2 separate regions of the Mus musculus genome follow, and region 2 is linked to region 1. Evidence: chromatin contacts called from public HiCAR-type data. All regions are on one chromosome and are shown on one strand. Each heading gives the region's core, a stretch centred on a gene start, on an enhancer-like site or on the middle of the called end of the contact. The rest is flanking DNA. Distances are from core to core; before and after follow the strand shown. Region 1 holds the start of Zfp503 (zinc finger protein 503). Region 2 holds the start of Wnt5a (wingless-type MMTV integration site family, member 5A).

Evidence for each region. HiCAR-type assays count read pairs that join an accessible place to other places.
Region 2: a HiCAR-type map of embryonic stem cells shows a contact between it and region 1, with 8 times the contacts expected there. The contact joins the promoter of Wnt5a here to the promoter of Zfp503 in region 1. A contact is called at or near these places in 1 of 39 promoter capture datasets (embryonic stem cells), 7 of 484 Hi-C or Micro-C datasets (all in embryonic stem cells) and 2 of 115 datasets of contacts at active chromatin or transcription factors (both in embryonic stem cells).

Annotation. Positions count from the first base shown.
Region 1 is chr14:21,987,654-21,992,396 of GRCm38.p6, reverse strand. Zfp503 (zinc finger protein 503) reads left to right here and starts at 2,796. Exons shown (of 3, transcript NM_145459.3): 1 at 2,796-3,372; 2 at 4,113-4,743. A330001L22Rik (a long non-coding RNA gene) reads right to left here and starts at 2,922. Exons shown (of 2, transcript XR_001781181.2): 1 at 1-2,922.
Region 2 is chr14:28,502,945-28,507,687 of GRCm38.p6, reverse strand. It overlaps Wnt5a (wingless-type MMTV integration site family, member 5A), which reads right to left and starts at 2,215. Exons shown (of 5, transcript NM_009524.4): 1 at 1,574-2,215. The coding sequence starts at 1,579.

The DNA.
Region 1 (4,743 bases), core at 1,547-4,046:
GGTCATAGAAGAAATAACCTAGGTGTATTTACTAAGAAATCCTAAGCACTCCTTCATACACTAAGTGCTGAGATCCCAACGCCCGGTGAAGCTCCAAAGAGGATATTGGCCAGGTCAAGAAGGCTGGAACTGTAAAATTCCGGGGCAAGATACTGATCCCAAACAGGGGGCTTGCAACAGCCCACATATTTAGCTATCCTGCACTGGCTGAATTAATTCCCTGTCCCCCAAATACACAAAACCTTTATGAGCCTCTAAAAGTCCTAACTTGGGAAAGAAACTAGGGGGAATATTTATTTATTTGCAGGAAAAAAGAAAGAAAGAAAGAAAACCTGGGACTCGCATGCACTCCTGTGGAGAAAGAAGGAACCCGGGCCCTGAGAATGCCCTGCTCCTGAGAACAGGACTGCCATGCAGACATTTATACGTGGAGCAGGCGGGGAGGCAGGGGAGGCGGAGTAAGGCAATAAGAAATATTCCCTGACAACTCAGAAAAAGGAAAAGAGAGAGGAAATGAAGAGGGAAAGGTTCAGAGAGTTAAAAAATAAATAATATAATAATATAAAATAAAAAAACTATAATGGAAACAAAAAGAGGCAAACCCAGAAGAGTGCAGACTATGTCGGGGTCCCAGGACTAAGCCGGGCCACAAGTCTCGTCCCGCCCTAAGTCTCGCTGGTTTGAAAAGCTGTTAGGCTTGGGCGTGACCGTCATCTCAGCGGCCCCTGGGAATCTCGCGTCTAACTGTAATTTGGTGGGGAGGGAATGGGTCCAGCAGCCTCAGCTTGCTCTTTCCCTCACTCTTCCAGGAAGGATTGCTCAGCGGAACAGAACCTGGGTGCAGAGACCCCTGGGGGCCTGCTCCAGTCCAGGACTCTTAGGGCGCTCTGGGCCAGGCTTTCCAACTTGCCGGGCCTGACCTGTCAGGCGGATTATCTTCGAGGGAGATTAATAGGGGAGGCGGGCTGCAATAATAATCGTTTTGTTTGATGTGACAACTCTGATAGGCGTTGATTTACTTACAAACTGATAGGCTTTTAATTGAGCGCCTCCGCCGAGCCAGAGATGAAAGGGAAGCGGTGGTGAAAGGCGGCCCGCCTGCCCTCCGGCCTCAATACTGATTAGCCATCTCGACAGTGAATAGTTCAAGGCATTTTCAAACTTTTTTCCTCGGCTCTCTTCCCTTCCGCCTTCTTCCCTCCACCTCCTCCTCAAATATCTGCCATGCCCACACCCTTTTTTTTTTTTTTTTTTTTTTTTTAGAAAACAAATCATGTCCATTGTGTGCAAATAAAATCCGCAGGACGTCCATGCCAACCACCTCTGAGGGTTGGAAGCATTAGGCCTAGCCTGAAGTAATTAATAACAATATATCCCCCCACACCCCCTCCAACTTCCACAGCTTACTCGGCCTTCAGAGATTTGGCCTCCCTTGAGAGGTGCGCAGGCTCAGATGCTGGTGCCTCCCCAAAGCCCGGGGAACGCAGACCCCCAGGCGCCCCCGTGCGCTCCGACCTTCGGAGTTGAGTTTTAACGCGGCAGTCGGAGCTCACGGAGCCCGGCGGCGCACACCGGTGAGCGCATGTAATCTACGTGGGACGAGAGCCATTCCACGATTCTACCAGTCTTGAAGAGCTGGGGTGGCCTCCCTTGAACTGCCCAGCGCAATGAGAAAACTACTGGAATTGGAGGAAAAGAGACAAACTGAGCCTAGAAACTGAACCCCCGGAGCGAAGAGGACACCCTAGGCCCGCGCTTGCTCCTGCTCTCCTCAGTTCTGTCCACAGCGTCAACTCTCACTCTCCAGGCCTATGAAAGAGGCCAATATGGCAGGTGGCCCAAGGCCTAGCTTCCTATGCTAGGACCACAGGAGCTGACCAGAGGGTGACACCTTTAGAGCCATACAGTGGGAGACACCGGCAGGCACTAACACCCCGCAGGCTGCAAGCAGCTTCAGAGACCTTACCCGGCAGAGTTTGGGGTTGCCATTCTGCCAAAACGTAAGCTGGACTTCTTACTCCAGAGATCATTCAGGCACCTTCACAAAGGTGCCTGTGATCTTGCCATAGTCTCACAAATTTACCTTTCTCAATTGTCGCAGGAGGATCACAAACAGCCAATGTTCTTAACACACACACACACACACACACACACACACACACACACACCAGCCCCAGCCGCTCTTCTTTCCAAATTACCATTAATCGAGTTACCATCCCATTAACTTTGCCAACCTAAGGAATCAAGGAATAAAATCAAAACTCTGTGAAAGAATACTTACGAGAAAATTATATAACTCACCCCCACCCCAGAAAGTTCTCGTTATCCGCGTGGACAGAAACAGAAGGGAAGGGGGACTGGGATGGTAGGAAAGAAATAGGCTGGCAAACAGAAGGAAAAGTCCCCTGAGCGTGCCCGGTTCAGCTCAGGGTGCGCGGTGGTCCGAACCCGGTCTCCAGGCTGGGCCCCCGCCCCTGCGCAGGGCGCAGATCGGCTCCTGGCTCCCAGCTCTCCCAGCCCCACCATTTATCAAAAGGACTTGACAACAAAAGAAGAGCTCTGCGGAAAAGTGGGGGGAGGGGAAATTCAAAGTCTCCCAAGTCCCTCCGAGCAAGGGGGTGTGTCCTCTTCTCACCCCCTTCTACTTTCTACGAGTTTCTGGGAGTAACCCCGGAGCGGACGTTATGGAAGTCGCCCAGCGGCACAGGAGTGCATACGCACTGTGCACCCAGATCCAGGTACAAGTCAGCATGCACAGCGCCTCCCCTCTTCTTTCCAAACAGCCCGAGCGACGGCGCAAATCGAGGGGAACGCCGAAGTCCCGCTCCGCTTCCCTGGAAGAACCGGTTTCCACAGGCAGCCGCCCCTCCCTCTCGCGTTCCTTCCCTCTCCTCTCCCCGCATAGGTCAGTCCTGTCTGGATGGTCTACATCATGCCGTCCAGCAGCCCGATTAAGTCCCGGCTCCCAGGACTGTCGGGATGGCCAGCGGAGGGTAGTGGCGAAGGACCCGGGAGAGGAGGAGAGCGAGCCTGAGACCTGTTTGCCTATGCACATGGTCAGGCCTCTTCTCTTGAGCTATTCAACTCTCGCTACGAACACGGGTCACAGAATTAAGGAGGTTTATTCTACAAGTAACCTCCAGAACTCGGGCTATATTTGATGGCATGGCTCTTTGGAAAGAAATTCCCGAGTCTGGGGTGGGAACACTACCGAGGTCGACAACTGGACATCCTCAAGTTACATTCCCGGGAGGGATTATGCCAGAGAGGCGGGAAACCTCCGCGTTAGACGTCGCCTCCAGCGTCGTTCTTAGGTACTCAGCAGACCCGAACTGGGCGACCCGGATTGACCGAAGCACCCAAAGGTAGAAGGTGTGTCTGTCTCCACAACCCCAAGAGGGAGTGAGCACATCCCAGGCCGGTGCTCCAGACTAGGAGTCCTGGGTGCACCTGCGCACTTTACTCTCACTATTTCATTTTCCTGACTGTGGACGCCCCTTTCCCCTCTTTCTTTTTCTTACACACCCTCCACACACACAAACACACACACAGGTGCCAGGAGGCTGCTGCTCTTTCCCCCTCCTTCAGTTTCTTCTCGGTCTCTTCCTTCCTCTGTCTCACTCTAGGTCTCTCTTTTTCCCTTCAAGTCTCACCCGCCTTGTAATCAGCAACAAAAGCTGACATAAATCACGGGCAGATTGACAAGAGCTGACAAATAACTGATTGATTGCGGTCGAGGCACATTGACAATTGATGGAGGGGTGGAGATGCCCAGAGAAACAGGGGGTGCGGGGGGGGGGGAGAGTAGCAAGACGAAAGCAAGAATGGGGGGGGGGCTGAAGTGTGAAACAGGGGAAACATGTGACCCCCCGCTCAAGCCCCAATCTGAGCGTCCTTCGGTGTCACGTGACCGGGAAGGGCGGAGAGCCCGGCGCACGTCGCGAGGACGAGCAGCCACCGCCTCCGTTGCCCTTCTAGCTTCTGGTTTCTCTGCTGCTGAACCTCTGGAAATCCAAGCGGGCGGGCAGACTTTCTGCAGCATCGACTTTCCTTACCCGGGTGGCCGCGCCACGCAAAATCTTAATTTCTGAAAAGATTTTTTTTGTATACAGGCTCCCACTCATCCCTGGAGTTGACTGTTCAGCAGGTATCCACATTACCGCCTGCGTTTCTTCTCCCGAAGTCTGTTAACACTCCCTCCCTCCAAAGGTTTCAGTTTGTTTTCCTGCTGGGAAAACGAAGAACGACGAAGAGAAAAAAGAAGGAAGGCGGTAGATGACAAACGTAGAATAAATGTCCATCTCGTCCGGGTAGCGAAATCGAGGGAGGGGACAAGCCGAGGGGCGGCGAAGAGGGAGCTGCCCATTAAAACCAGCTCTGAGATTCCTGGCGGTGGCGGCGGCGCGGGACGCGTCACATCCCCTTGACCCTCCAATCACCTCGGGCTCCCATTTGATTGGAAGGCGGCAAAGGCTTTAATCTCCCCCTCGGTGCAGCTGCTTTTGAAGTGAGTTTCCTCGCCAGAGCCCGGGCTGGACAAGCAGCGACACACATCGCAGAGCGCAGCGCCGGCTCGGGGCCGGGAGAGCGCAGCGCAGGGCGCAGCCCGAGGCAGACACCGCGCACCGCGGGGACACTCCCGCAGTCTGTCCTGCTCTTCTAGCCCCATCACGGCTCCGCTGCGGGCCACCCAGGATTATTCGCTTCTGGCTCCCGGCGGCGAGAAAGCGCGCGGGGCTCCCG
Region 2 (4,743 bases), core at 966-3,465, 6.5 Mb before region 1:
TTAGAAAGGCCGCGTTAAAGCTCAAGAGTTTTGCCGGCACGTAGCGCGCCCCTTGTGCACAGGAGCGCTTTGGAAGGGAAGACCAGGGTCTTGGGCTGGACCTCCTTTGGAGGATCTAGGGCCGAACCGCCAAGACTAAAGCCAGCTTGTCAAAAACTGATCTCCAGCTCCCCAAGTCCCCAAAGCAAAGCAAGGGTCCCAACGCGTCCTCTCATACCCTACTTTCCGCCATTCCTCAATTGCTGGGTACTTACAACATTGTCTCCTCCAAATCCCCCCCCCCCCCGCAAAGCCTCGCCTGATGGAAAATGTCTTGAAATTAAATCTGGCTAGGTGTGCTAATATCGTCAAGACAGCAGATGCTGAGGAGGTACGACCTCATCACCCGACCCAAGTTATTTCCCAGGAGCGAATTGTTCATTTAAAGTGAGACCACGGAGCTGTGGCTCGGACAGGGCATAGAGGGTAAAACAGGGCCTTAGAAGCACCGGGGTTTAAAACCCTTTCTTTGAAGAAAGAACGTTGTTTGCTTTTAGGAAACAGCTTCGTACCGATCTTCACCTTACTCCCTACTAGAAAGCTGGAAATGAGAGGTATGAAGTATAAATGGAAATTGTTATCGAGGCGTGGAGGATAACCGAAGGAAAAGTTGTTTGGAAAATTGCTAGTTATATTTCAAGACGAAACGTTAACTTTTTTGTAAAAGTGAACTCTCGGTGACCCTCAGAGTGTGTGACTCGGCTTTAACATACAACTGACAATTAAAACAAACACGAGTTCACAAACTAACCCCCGCCCGATCTCGAAACGCAGAGGCCCTAGAGTCTCCAAAGCACTAGGTTGACTCCGCTCAGGGGGCAGGATTAAAGCCACTAGGACCACTACTCCCCGCCCCCAATGCTGCAGTAAAGGACCTGAGCTCACCCAGAGGCCGCTAATAAAGCTAATAACGCGACCCTGCTCCCCGCGCGGGGTGCGCTCTGGCCCCCCGCCAGGCACTCTTAAAGGCACAGGGGCCGGGAACGCTCGGGTTACTCGACCTGGAGAGCCGGGAACTGGGCCCTGATCGGAGGTTGGGGGTGGGGTGTGCGTTGCTCTAGGGTAGGTGGCCCCTAGTTTCCTTAGTCTCGCAGCCGTTTCTCCTAACACAGTCCTCATCCGGCCTCAGAGCTTCAGCCACACAATCTCCGCGTGCCGGTGAAATGAGCGTTTGATATATACTTGATGAATCGAATCATTATCCAGTCACTGAAATACACGTAGTAAAACTACACTCCAGTTCTCGAGGTAAAAAGGCGCGCCGCCTGTGACCCGAACTGTCTTTCCTGCCCTCGCTCTTCTCCATAGTTGAAAAGGTTTGAAGAATAGCCGGTGCAAAAAGTCTCCAAGGACGCAGAGGCAGTGTCCCCAGGGTAAGGGACGAAAAGATAGGAGTCCCTGCCGGCGATATTGGAGTTTAGCTTTCTCCAGGCAGTTAGAGAAATGGAGAGGATAGGGATAGATTGAAAGAGTTCAGTTAACTTTGAAAAGGGGGGGAAAAAGTAGGGAGCGTCCGTGCGCACAGAACACTTACCTTCATGGCGAGGGGGAGGGGGCACGGAGAGGAAGTCGCCACCCGAGCGAAGGCGGCCGAGGAATTCAAGCGAAGCGTCGGGGTTAAGCCTTGGGGGACAATCCAAAGCAGGGCTGCGGAGTCCTCCTGGGCGCGTCGGGTGGGCGCAGCGACCCGGAGCGGAAGCGAGCACTGGCGCCCGGACTCGGGCAGAGGAGTTGGTATAGCGTGGAAATGTGCCCAGGAACCGAGAGGGCGCCGGCGCGCGCGGGCGAGCAGCAAGCGCAGGGCCGAGCGGGGACACAGTGCAGGAGCCGCGGGTCCGACGAGGGCGCGCAGGCGACTGTTCCGCGGCGAGGCGCTCCCTCTCTAACGTCCATCAGCGACGGCGGTAATTAGGGCTTTCCAACCCCAAATGTGGGCGTGATTGTGCAAAAGACTTTACAACAAATAATAAAAAAAATTCTTCACAAGAAGGTGAAAAAAAATGCCCCACTACTCAACTGTGGCCCGAGGCGGGGAAGGAGGGGGGGCAATCCCTGTGCCCAAGATGCCCCCAGTTCATTCACACCACGAATTCTGCAGACTCCAGGCGGCTCACGCCTCCTGATTGTCAGCTCCTCCTCTCTGGGTCTGTGGCCGAAACGTCTGCTTCCAGGGACTGCTCCTGCAGCTGAGTTAGCTAGTGAACCTCTGTGTACACACAGACACACACCCAAACACACACACATACACACACACAAACGCACACACACGCAGACACAGAGACACGCGCTCACACACACACACAGACACACACACACACACACAGAGCAGCAGCAGCGGCGGCGGCTATGGGACCACAGAACAATCAGGCACGCATGGTTTTTTCTCCGGGAGATGCCGCTGAAATCGCACAAGTCGCCATCAGAGCTGCAAGAGTCAGCGCCAAATTTTGTCCTTTCATTTTAGAGTCTGGCAAAAACCAGGCGCAAAGAAAATGGGTTCAAGGCAGCCCTGAACTTTCTGCCGCTTGGTGGCTTGAGCGGTTGATGGACAGCTAGCCTGTGGGGGAACGTTGGCTTCCCCCTTCTGGTCCCCTTCTTTCTTTCTTCCTTTCTTCGGGTTAACCTTCTTCTTTCCACCCCCCCGCCTTTCCAGAGAGAACAGAGCGAGAGGACGGAGGGCGCAGAGCTCCGCGGTGGCGACTCAACTCCAGAGGTCCATGGCGGCCGAGGCTGCCCACCTCCTCGGTCGCGGCCGGGGTCCGAGGGGCGGTCGTGGGGCCCGGCGGAGGCCGCGGAAGGAGATGGCAATGCAGCGGCCGCACAATCCGGACTCCGGACGGCGGAGGCGGTGCCTCGGAGCCTGCAGCAACTTTCCAAGCGATGCGGTGCCCCACAGACTGACTGGCCCAGCGAGGGGACCGCGTGCCCCCCACCCCCGGCCCTCCTGACCAGCTCCCTCACTTTCGCCCTCCCTCTCTCCAGACTCCTCTTTCCCTTGGTGTTCTCAGCGAAAAAAAAATATTTTTAAAGTTGCAGAACCAAACACGGCTGGAGAGGCAAAGGGGGGTGGGGGGGGGAGAGAAAAAAAAAGTCAACTTTGCCTATGCGCATGCGTGATGAGGCTGTCCTATGACAAACTTCTCAGGATTTTAAAGCTGTACTACGGGACAGGGTGCCTGGAGGCGGGGTACGCTCCCCCTTGGGCCCCCTCCTCAAGGCTCCCCATCCCCCAGGCATCTGTATAACGAGGTTCATTTCACTGCTGTTGCCTGCCTGCCTCCTGATCGGCTCAGCTTCTTCCAAAGCCGTCGACCCGTTTGGGGGTCTGAACCTCAACTTTCCGATCCGGACCCCTTGGCTCAACTGTCCCCAACTGCATTTACTGGCACCTCTACAGAAAGGACCTCACTGACATGGATCCTGGTTGGGTTGGGATGTCTCCTTGCGCCCTGGGCTTAAAGCCCGGGCTTGGAGGGTAGAGTGGGCTCGTGCATCTTGCAAAGTCCCTGGTGTCAGAGGTTTGCTAGACAGGACTGTTCCTCACCCCAACGTGGCCAGGCAAGAGTAGAGGTCATGCTGCCGATATGGATCTAGGTGGTGGCTCTCAGGGTGAGAAGACTGTGAAGTTTAGGTGAACCGGGGATCCAGACTCCAGAACTTCTAGACACCTCTAGATAGCTGAAATTGTTAGGACTTCGATTGGATAGAGTGGATGGATAAGCACCACCCTATCCTCCGGTATGCCACAGGTGGCATGCTCAAACAATGTCTCATGGGTTAGTGCAATTCTTTTCTCCATCTTTCCCATCTTCCAACGTTCAAGGGTAGAAGGTAAACACACACACAGACACACACAGACACACACACACACACCACTACACACACTACAAACACACACTGCCACTCCCCACCCCCTACATACCACATACACCCTACACACATACATGTACACATACCACATACACACTACACACACACAACACCACACATGTACCATACCACACACACACATACCACACACATATTAAACACACACACACACACACACTCCACTCACTCACCAGAGTCAGTTGTCTTCATCCACTGGCTTGCCTTTGACAGTTTGTGTTTGCTACCCTGTGCCTTACCCCATGCCCAGCAGCGCGCCCTAGAGCATGCATAAGCCACAAGTTCAGCTCCATGGATGTGACTGTTCCTCCACTGACCCAGCCACATGTGTCCCCACTGACTGACAGCCTCCCATCACTGCACCCCTGGTGTTTTTGCTGGAAGTGTAAACTGGGACAGATGGATGGATTCAGGCCATCCCCACTGGACTTCCTTTGCTAAGGATGCTTGTAGTCTCTAGGAAAGCCAGAGGTACTCAAAACCTTGGGCCACTTTCCCTCCAGTCCTCTCTAGGCTTACATCCCTTATCAATCTCAGGCATTTCACAATTTTTCATGTAGCTTTAGATCTGCGCACTTGAGGGGGAAAAGTGAGGTGGGTTTTTTGTTTTGTTTTGTTTTTTGTTTTTGTTGTTGTTGTTTTTGTTTGTTTTGTTTTGTTTTGTTTTTAAATCAGGAGAATAGCTTCCAGGCTCTCTCTCCTCTCTTTGCTTCCTTTCCAGCTATTCAGCTCTGTAGCTGCAGCTGCAAAGAAATTCCCATTGCCCTCCACCCCCAGCCCAGGTGTCCCCAGGCAGGCATCCCAGCTCTGCCCTGG